Regions from separate parts of the Hordeum vulgare genome. Here regions 2 and 3 are each linked to region 1. A link is a contact called in public Hi-C data. All regions are on one chromosome and are shown on one strand. Each heading gives the region's core, a stretch centred on a gene start, on an enhancer-like site or on the middle of the called end of the contact. The rest is flanking DNA. Distances are from core to core; before and after follow the strand shown. Region 1 has its middle 310 kb from the start of LOC123449015. Region 2 holds the start of LOC123449015 (putative clathrin assembly protein At2g25430). Region 3 overlaps LOC123449016 (palmitoyltransferase Hip14-like).

Region 1 (3,256 bases), core at 402-2,901:
AAAATTACCTATTTACTCAACATTTACCCTGCTCTTCTTCCATCACCATGATGGTAAAAAGAAGCCAGCAGTAGAAGCACATGGTTGCCCTCCAGGTTAGGGAAGACCAAGGAGTCACCGGCTTTGAATCCTTGAAACGGTAGTAGGCACCTCGCCACCATAGTCATGAGTATCGCCACCACCAGCATCCCCCACAACCCACGACTTTAGATCCAGGAATTCCTCTCCTCCCTTGCCTTTCTTTCCTTCTCCATGAAGACAAGAAAAGCTTAGGATAGAGAGAGAGAAATCCCAATCCAAAGCACCACAACCCCCGTGCACAACGCTAAACCAAGGAAGGGCCTTAGATCCGTGTCGCTTTTTAGCTTTTGTAGCCTTATTTCGGCCACCATGGCCGCAACAAAGATGAACCGAAGAATATGAGGAGGAACCAGATCTGATTTATTGGAGAGAAACACCCAACTATTACACATACTCCCTCCGTCCGGAATTACTTGTCGCACAAATTTATAAAAATGAATGTATCTAGAACTAAAATACATCTAGATGCATCCATTCCTATGAATAGTATTTTTAAACGGAGAAAGTATGATACAAGATCCGGACCCCACTTCCCCTCACCGCCGGCCACCGTGGCCGCCAGGGATGGGGAAAAGAGGGCCCAGTGAAGGAGGAAGGAGAGCTTGAGCGCAGGAGGCGTTAGGGAAGCCAGTAACAACACGAAGGCCAAGAAACATCATGATCAATTTGCTACACCTTTGTATACTCTAAGAGCATGGTTAATAATATAGCTCATGTCACATATAGTCATCATTTATAGTCACATATATAATAAGATTAGTTATAAGATTAACTGTAAGAATACTACTTCATTCGTTTCGGTTTATAAGACATGCACGTCATTTTAGGTTAACAATTTAACTAACTAAATATGTAATATATTAATTAAAAAATATATGTTTAAAAACTACACTCGCTTAAAAATCGAATGATATACTTTCGTTGACCTTGAACTACGCACCCGTTCTATAAAACGAGACGGAAGGAGTATTTTTTTCCTTCTCTTTATCTCTTTCTTAGTATTTATTTTATTTGCTCAGTTGTACGCATATATGATATCTTGCAACAGAGCCTATTCTTTTTATTTTTTTCACCTCTCTCCTTCATATAGACGAAAACATCATGTAAGCGGACTATAAATTTACTATTGTACTTGCTCTAAAGATGATACCCATAGATATATCTCACACCTAAAGCAAGGCATATAACTGTTAGTCCTAGTTAATTGCCCCATTTTTTCTATTGAGATAATGGAGTTGCTTTATCCGCAGTCTTGAAAGTGACTGGGCATTACCGCGGATGATGTCTACTTTTTCATTGTTGTGTGAGCATCTTGGCCGCATATATATTGTGGTGTACATCATTCTACTAGTGAAAGTATAATATGTGTGTTTAAGTGTCTCGTATATCTATATCTATATCTATACATATTAATAAAGGAATGCTTTCACAATTTTGTCCATTTTGATTTGTGAGTCGCTCGTTCATTTCAATTTTCGTTCGCCCCCTGTCATCCACTTGATTGGCTGTTTTATCCGTCTCCTAACTACTGGATGAGCTGAACTGGGTGTGGTCCACACTTTTGTTTAACAAAAGAACAACGATTTAAGAAAGAGAGCACATAGATATACCACATCTAAAGCAAGGCATATAACTGCTAGTCCTAGTTAATTAGCCCATTTTTTTATTGGGATAGTGAAGTTGCTTTATCCGCTGTCTTGAAAGCGACTGGGCATTACTGCAAACGATGTTTACTTTTTCATCGTTGTGTCAACATCTTGGCCGTATATATATTGTGGTGCACGTCATTCTAGTGAAAGTATAACGTATGTGTCTAAGTGTTTCATATATTTACATCTATACCTATTGATAAAGAGATAAACACTTCTTGCTTTCGCAATTTTGTTCATTTTGTTTTGTCAGTCGCTCATCCATTATAATTTTCGTCCGCCCCTATCATCCACTCGACTAGGCCATCTTATCTGTCCGGCAACTACCGGATGGGCTGAACTGAGCATGGTCCACGCTTTTTTTGAACAAAAAACAATGATTTGAAAAGAGCGGAAAATACAGAAAAGTCCTATGTATCGTACGTATCGTTCTTTGCGGCAGAATGTCGACCACACGCACAGACGGGTCTCCCGACTGGGCCAGCCATGTCGCTGGTAGGGTTCGAACTGAGACCAAACCCTTCAAAGAAGTACAACTAGCCAATAGCACTAGAGAACTACCTTGTTTTATCGCAGCGCAAAGTGTTAACAACAAAATCGAGCGCACATCCGAACGTTCTTAACATTTGGTATGCAAAACTTTATTTTGAGAAAAAACGTGAAGGTTGTATGAAACATCAAAGACTTTTAGAAATGTTTAATAAAATTTGAATAAACTCAACCAATTCAAAAAATGCAAACAATTTTTGCAAACGGGAGATTTATGTAAAATCTCCCAAAAATAGAAAACGTGAATGCCTTTAAGGAACCGGAACATTTTTCAAATTCAAAAACAATTTTTTGATACATGAACATTTTTGAAAAATGGGAACATTTTTTGAGACTCTCGAACAAAACTTGAAAACATGAACAGTTTTTAAAACTTGCGTACATATTTTAAAACTCCCGAACAAAAATTCAAACATGAACTTTTTTTTGGAATTTGCAAACAGTTCTTTAAATTGAAACATGTATTGAACTGCCAATGAAATTTGAAAAGATGCAAATTTTCTTAAAATTGGTTAACAAATTTTGAAATCAGAAGATTTTTTGAAACCCCCAAACATAAATCAAAAACGTGAACATTTTTTAACTTATAGTTATTTTTGAAAAGCGATTTTTTTTTGTAATATGGGAACATTTTTGTAAAATCTCCCAAAGATATAAAACATGAATGTTTTCTCGAAATTGGAACATTTTTCAAATTTGAAAACAATTCTTAGATTCATGAACATTTTAAAAAAATGGAAACATGTTTTCAAGGTCTCCATTGATAAGATTAGGTGGAAAGGAGAGAGGTGAGACTATTATTCCGGGAGCAACGTTTATTTTGCAAAACAAGTAGACCAGGTGAGTTTGGTGCACCCTTAAAGGGGGAGGGTGTTGGTGGTGAGTTCTCAACCAACGACATGTATTTTTGGAATTTCCTATTTGACGCTGCGAGCGACCGAGCAGTGACGGCATGGGCCGGCCCAGTTTTGCCAAGC
Region 2 (3,615 bases), core at 478-2,977, 310 kb before region 1:
CGGTGTCCTTACACCAAGCATAAAATGAGCAAAGCTCATCAATCTGCTTTGCCGCACTGGCATATGCCTCAAAGGCCTTCACACAATCAGCATACTCCATGTCAAAGAACCTGTCCAGTAGAACTGCAAGCACCTCACAGATATCAGCGTAGAGCTGGAAGCTCTCCCTCGCCATCTGATACAGTGCAACCAGCACCATCCTGCTCTGCTTCGCACCACCTGTGGGGCGGCAGGCGAGGAACCTATCGAGCAGCTGCTGCAGGTGGTGCATGCGGCCAAGGACCCGCTCCGGCTTCATATCCCTCACAGGGGTCAGCGGCCTCTTGTCATCAGAGTTCCCACCATTCCTCTCACGGTTATCATCGTACCCTCCATACCCATTCCCCGGAGGGGAGGTGTACGAGGGTGACCGCCGGCCATACGGGTCAGGAGAACCCCAACGGTCACGCGGGGATGGCCCGTTCAGGCTGGTGCTTCCATTAGCGTTGGAGCCCTGCTTCCGCTCGTGGAGGAGGAACTCGAGGCGCTGGTCAAGGTACAGCGCATAGGTGCGGACGAAGGCAGAGTGGTCCCACGACCCAGAGTGTGCCTCGTCACGGAAGTCAGAGAGATTGAGGAGGCGGGTGCCCCGACGCGTGGCGTGGAGGAGCTCGCGGTGGAAGAAGGGGTCGCCGTCGGTGAGGAGACGGTGCACGAGCATCAGCGACTTGAGCGCGACGACATAGTCGCGGGTGCGGGAGAGCCTGCGGGCGCACCCGGCGACCGCGGCGGCGACGTGGGCGCGGGATCCGGAGGTGAGGTGGAGGATCTCGCGGATGTGGCGCTCCTCGGCCGGCTCGTCGTCGTGGCTGGTGGTCTTGACAATGAGCACGTCGAGCTCCGGCGCGATGTTGCTGGTGACCTTGGCAAGCCCGATGCTGGTCTGGTCCTTGACGGCGCCCAGCGCCTTCCGGATCGTGCTCGACGACATCTCCGCCGCCTAATCCTCCTCCTCGCCAACCAACCAACCAACCAACTACCAGCAACCGCAGCCGCCCGCCTGTCGCTTGTAGATCTGACCAAAAGTAGCACGGCATGAGCCTCGGAGATTTCATCAAAGCCAGACCCAGATCCTTAAAACATTTTGCGGGGTTTAAATTGGAAAGACATAATGATATCTACCGGAGCTCGAGATCCCCGGAGCCGGGAGGCGAGATTTGCTCTGGTGGGCCTACCATAAACTCCGCTCTCGATGCTTATCATCATCATCATCTAAACTAGATCAGCTAAGTTAGCTAGCTACTCCTACTCTGCAGCCGCGGAGCTAGGAACGGAAGCCACCTCCGGCTCCGGGGAGGAGGCGCAGATCCGGGGAGCGAGATTGGATGAAAAAGGGAATACCTTTGCGACGGGCGCAGATCCGGGGCGTCGGGTGCTGGGCTGCGGAGGAGATCTGGGCGGGCACGGGAGGGAGCAGCTCGGATCCGAGAGCCTCTCTCTCCTCTCTCCCCCGTCTCCCTCGCTGGCTGGGGGAGTTTGACCTGGGCTTTCGGAGGAGGAGGAGGCGGGAGGGTAAGCCGGCTGAGGTCCGCGGGGAGGGGGAAGAAATGGTGTGTGGTGGTGTGTTGGGTGCTCCCGGGCGTTTGGTGCCTTGCTGTTTTCAGATTTTTATTTTGGGGGCGGGAGGACGGAGGAGGCAAGCAAGAAAGAAAGCAGCGAGCTTCGCGTGGCTTCCTTCCGTCTTGGTCCCGCTCGCGCCGACGCGCACCCTAGTACCCTACTGCCCCTGTGTCGGTCGGCGGCTCGGCGCCTACCCCCGTACGCTGCCGCTTACTATTTTACCTCCTCGCGCCGGCGTGGGAGGGCACGAGGTCAATGCGGCCACGCTATGCCAGCCCTGCAGACGGTGCGGTGCGGTGCGGTGGTGATCATGCAAATGGTGCCAGCTGCGGCCGCGTACGCCTGGAGGGTGACGCCGGAGGGTCGCCGTGCCGTTGACGTCGGGCCCGTCCACAGTCCACACTCTACCGCGCGCTATCGCTGTCGGTGTGTAGAACTGTAGGGTGGTCTGGTGCTTTGGACCGACGGACCATCGATTTTGGTGCTCAATAGAGAAGGTAAATTTCTGCGTGTCATGCGCAGTCAGTAGCTGTTCTCGTTGTCAAACCTTTCTTTCCTTTCGCGCGGTACAGCGACTCGAACTATTCCAAATGGACGTGAATCATGGTTGGATGGTTAGAGTACGGTATCTCAGTCGATCAGGTCTTGAATTCTCGTGTTCGCTTTTATTTTAATATTTTTGATGATGCGTATTTAGTGAAAGAAGGCGTTCCCGTCGACAACGAGGTGTCTATGATGATTTTATAAATTTTAAGCTCATGCGTAGCTCAGTTTTTTTTAAGTTGCTCATAAAGACAAGGAGTGCGTGTGTATATTCATATAGGTGAGTGTATGTGTCTGTATACGAGGGTTTGCATATGTACTATGTTTAAAAAATATATTTTAAACGGACGTCTGTTTTATCCGGACTTTGTTCGTTTGAGGTCGCATTGGAGCGACATTTGCATGGATTTCTTGATGCGCAAAGCGTGCATCCAATGTGTGGTCGTCTTTTGGTTGCATCACGTCCATCCAAGTATAGCAAATAGTTCAAATCAAACATAGCAAATGCTAGAAATATAAGTGTTTTACCATGTGATTTTACTAGCAGAAATAATAGATAAATCATGACTACTATAGCAGTTATAAGACAAGTCACGCAATAAAATAAAAAGTATGCAAGGAGCATCTGAAGTGGTGAGTAGGAATGCAACATATCCAATATAAACTAGAGCAATAAGTTGAGATAGGAATTCAAACAAGAAGAACACGAACACGTACTGAGTTGCAACAGCAGCAGGAGTGGGACTGGCATTGACATCATCCATGTTGTCGAAGAGGTTGTTGACGTCGAGAAAGAAGTTGTCGTTCCGGAAGAGGTCGTCGACGTCCGTGGTGTCTATGATGAAGAAGCCAGTAGTCGTGCACAGTGCTCCCCAAAAATCTTATCACCCTTCTCCCGTATAAGACTCAAAGAGGCGGGGTTTCGGAGGCATGCTGTCCCGGCCTGTGGTGCACGCCGCAAGCCGGGATGGCAAAGAACCAGCAGCTCAGATATTGGAACTAGATGGCGTGAGGAAGATGATGCTCTTGTGTGTTTCTCTCGAGAGGAGTGACTTCTCCTTTATGGCCACAAGAGAAGGAGACGAACATGCAACGACGGGAGGCGAAGCAAAAGAGGGAGATGAAAAGAACAGGCAGCAGCCGAAGAGTGCAGCCTTCATATTCAATCTCCACTACACCAAAACCATTCAGCTATCAAGTGACCTTTCGTATATCAGTCGTTGAAAGGACGTGGATGTCGACTAGAGGGGGGTGAATGGGTGATTTAAAATAATTATGGTTTAGGCTTGAACAAATGCGGAATAAAACTAACATTTAGTTTGTCAAGCACAAAACCTAAAACAACTAGGCTCACCTATTAGCACCAACAACTTATGCTAAGCAAGATAAACAACTAAGTGATACCAAGATATATAATAAGGAACAATATGGCTATCACAAAGTAAAGTGCATAAGTAAAGAACTCGGGTAAGA
Region 3 (3,374 bases), core at 707-3,206, 450 kb before region 1:
ACAGCTCATGTTAACACAGAATGGTTGTCTTCTAGGCATTAGGGATTTATGGATGCACCAGTGCACATTGACTTTCGACTTTCGATCAATGCTGGTCTATCTTAGTAGATTCAGATATTTAGGTACAACAAGTGCATCTGTAGTTGGGTGTGTTCTTCCAGAAAATGTGTGATTCAGATTGCTTTGAAGAATCCTGTCATATTTTAGTGACAGCATTCTTTTCATTTCCCCCGCACAATTCATTTGTTTGATTTGACCATCAGATAGCATCATTACATGTAAGGATCACTGCATGATACTTAATTTGGGCAATTTTACAGAATCATTTTTCTCTAAACATGGTGATTGGCACAATGCTCTTCTCAGTCCTCCAAGTGTTATGGCAGGTTCGTTGTTAACCTCTTGGAAGCCACGTTGACCATAATTTTTTGCTTCTGTAACCATTTACCTCTGCACATGAATGAGATGTATTATTTGGAAGGAGAAAAAACATCTCATGTGTCTGAACTGTGGCAATATTCGCTTCTGAGATAGAGTTGTCTGCATGCAATCAACAATTTATCTGACAAGATAATCAGAATAAAATTTTGGATAGAATTGAGGATAATCGTTAAACAGGTCATGCTTCATAAATTACAGACAGAGAATGAATACAAATAATGTACGCTGCAGAGGATCACAACTGACATTTGCAAAATTATACTCCCTCTGTCCTAGTGTAAAAAATGCTTTTGTATTATGGGACGGAGGGAGTATTTAGCTACATCAATCCTGATATAGATGCACACTGAAAGCATGCAAATAGAAATATCAGTTTGCTCTCTCTAATTTCAGTCACTGGATGCATTTTCTATGATTGACCAAATACCTTAAATATGTCAGCTGGCGGATCTTTTTATTTTTGGCACAGCTTGAAATCTATCTTCCTATGCAAGGCCATGGCTGCACTTGTGTTGCTGTGAGCCTTTTTCTAGACCAAATTTGCTGATTATGACTGTTTACTACCGTGTTGTTTCTCATATGTCCTGGGTATGAATTTTGCTGTTCCTTGCCAGGTTGTGTTCCTGATATGGCATGTGTACGGCATCTGCTTCAACATCAGGACAGATGAGTGGGTAATGTCAAATTTCCCATGCTTTGGACTCTTTCTTCACCAATTGCAGGTCGTCTTCTCGTTTGCTGTTTCTTATAGCTAAGAGGTGAGATTTATCCAGATAAACTGGAAGAAATATCCTGAATTCCAAATGAAGGAACAGCCTCAGTCAGGTGCTTTACCTGTATAAACATTATGGCTGACCGACTAATTCCTCTTATTGCGTTTTAAATACGAAACATGTTTGACTTTTTTTGCTCTTCAAACCACAAATGCAGATTTTGAAGTCAAGTTTGTCAATCCATACGACAAAGGCATACTTTGTAACATTAGGGAGTTCCTGAAGCCGAAATAATACAAGTACCATCTAAAACGCACCAAGACCGGAGACCACCCACTCAAGATTCCTGGAGATATGTTTTGCCTGTTATTGTTACACTGATTCATATTCATCGGTCTGTGCATCATTTGGACTGTGGCAGTCCGGTGTCTGCCTTAATATGAGAAGTTAACATTATTTGAAAATCCTCTTTGGACTGTAACTGTGTGCTGATGAATGCCGCGTCGCCGCAAATGTGATCTGGGCACCCGACCAAGTATGGTTATCAGTTCATCAGTATGGCAATTCAGGCTATATTCCTGCAAATGGTACTTCCATGCTTTGAGCGCTACACCTTTGACCAGGTGGATCCGTTGTGTTGGAATAGTAGTAAGTAATTACACCTTTGACCAGGTCGATCCGTTGTGTTGAAATAGTAGTAAGTAATTCTGCATATCTCGATGGAGGTTTACTGCATAATGCAGACTAGTGCAGTGCATCAGTTTGTTGCTGTCATTTTCGCTGCCCCACTAGCGATTGCCACAAGAGAAAAGTGTGACGCTGAGGCAACGATGACTTCCCAGCTTCTCTATGCCTGAACCGACAACGACGTGCTGCTTAGCCGCCAGCCAGTTTAAGAAGGTGCATTGCCGTGCGGGGAAACCACACTGCAGTCCTCTCGGCGTGCATTTGGGGATGTCTATTTTGTGTGCGGTAGGTTGCACCGTTTTTGGGTCTTTGCACCTGTAAGCCAAAAATCATGCAGTGCATGTTGTTTGGTAGCCTGTATGTACACTGACTGCATTCAGGAACCAATTTTTCCATGGCGTTTGGTGGCCAGTGTTGGTCTGGATTAATGCATTATGCGGTGTTTGGTGGTGCACAGTGTAAGTTGTGATCTTCCTTCTCATTAGCAGCGATCTTACCACACACAAATGTCGTTTAAGTCCTAGCTAGTAATATGACTCAATAGGGAAAGGTTTACCGCGACCGAAATAGATGGAAGCCTATCCAGATCCTTCTCTAACCTCTGTTTGTCCACATTGCCTCGGTCCAGTTCATTCTTCTATTATTTCATGGCCAGAGGTATTAACATCATCAGTTGTCACAACCTCCTCATCCAACACTAACTCGTCACAAGCCCATTTTTCATGTTTTTTTCCTTCATTCTTTATCTTTTTTCTTTTGATGTTTTCTCTCTCTGTTCCGTTTTTTTCCAGATACATGTCTACTTTTTCAATACAAGCTATAAATTTATCGCATATATGTAAAATATTTTTTGTTTACATATTGAACATTCTTCAAATGCATGAAAATATTTCTCAAGTACAATTTTGAATATTTTTTGTATACTTGTTAAAAATTCCAAATACATGTTGACACTTTTCTTCGAATAATACGTTACATTTTTTTAGAAACTACATGAACAATTTATTACATTGCACATACATTTTTGTAAAATGTCACATACATATTTTTAAACATCTGAATATTTTGAGTAAAATGTCACGTCTAATTTTTCATTTGCATGATTTTTTTATCGTTATATATATATGTTTTTAAAATGGCACAAACATTTTTTGGAATACTATCATATCTACTATAACTTACACAAACAAATATTTTCCACTGCAATAATTTTTTTTAATGTGTGCTAGACGTTTACAAAAAATTCAATATATTAGAAGTATATGTATTTAGAATATCCTGAAAAAATATATAAAAGAGTAATATGTGTTCCTACATGCACATGTGTAACCATACGCTGATGCATTTAGAAACAACCTAAAGGCGATGCAACGCTCTGTCTCGCACAAGCGAGACAAATTAGCATCTAGATTTACAATGTAATCCATATTTTGAGTTGGCATGATATTGCTGGGGCTAGACCATCGTTCATCATTGTTTCATATATGCTACTCCTGGTACACTTTCAAAGACATTCATTAGAGTTTCTACATA

What was found. A called contact is a pair of places that touch in the nucleus more often than the background predicts.
Region 2: a Hi-C map of leaf shows a contact between it and region 1, with 5 times the contacts expected there. The contact joins the promoter of LOC123449015 here to the enhancer-like site in region 1. A contact is called at or near these places in 2 of 6 Hi-C or Micro-C datasets (leaf and seedling) and 1 of 1 datasets of contacts at active chromatin or transcription factors (embryo).
Region 3: a Hi-C map of leaf shows a contact between it and region 1, with 5 times the contacts expected there. The contact joins two enhancer-like sites. A contact is called at or near these places in 2 of 6 Hi-C or Micro-C datasets (leaf and seedling).

The regions. Positions count from the first base shown.
Region 1 is chr4H:473,724,091-473,727,346 of MorexV3_pseudomolecules_assembly, reverse strand. No RefSeq gene overlaps it. Among protein-coding and RNA genes, the nearest start is that of LOC123449015, 310 kb to the left of the region's middle. Within about 2 kb of position 1,651, at least 2 of the 3 cell types and tissues checked have open chromatin away from gene starts, as enhancers often do. A contact at or near this core is called in leaf, where this site is marked.
Region 2 is chr4H:474,036,240-474,039,854 of MorexV3_pseudomolecules_assembly, reverse strand. LOC123449015 (putative clathrin assembly protein At2g25430) reads right to left here and starts at 1,727. Exons shown (of 2, transcript XM_045126076.1): 1 at 1,381-1,727; 2 at 1-1,054. The coding sequence starts at 970.
Region 3 is chr4H:474,176,978-474,180,351 of MorexV3_pseudomolecules_assembly, reverse strand. LOC123449016 (palmitoyltransferase Hip14-like) reads left to right here. Exons shown (of 11, transcript XM_045126079.1): 8 at 321-386; 9 at 1,056-1,115; 10 at 1,215-1,266; 11 at 1,372-1,635. The coding sequence ends at 1,448. Among protein-coding and RNA genes, the nearest start is that of LOC123449016, 6.8 kb to the left of the region's middle. Within about 2 kb of position 1,956, at least 2 of the 3 cell types and tissues checked have open chromatin away from gene starts, as enhancers often do. A contact at or near this core is called in leaf, where this site is marked.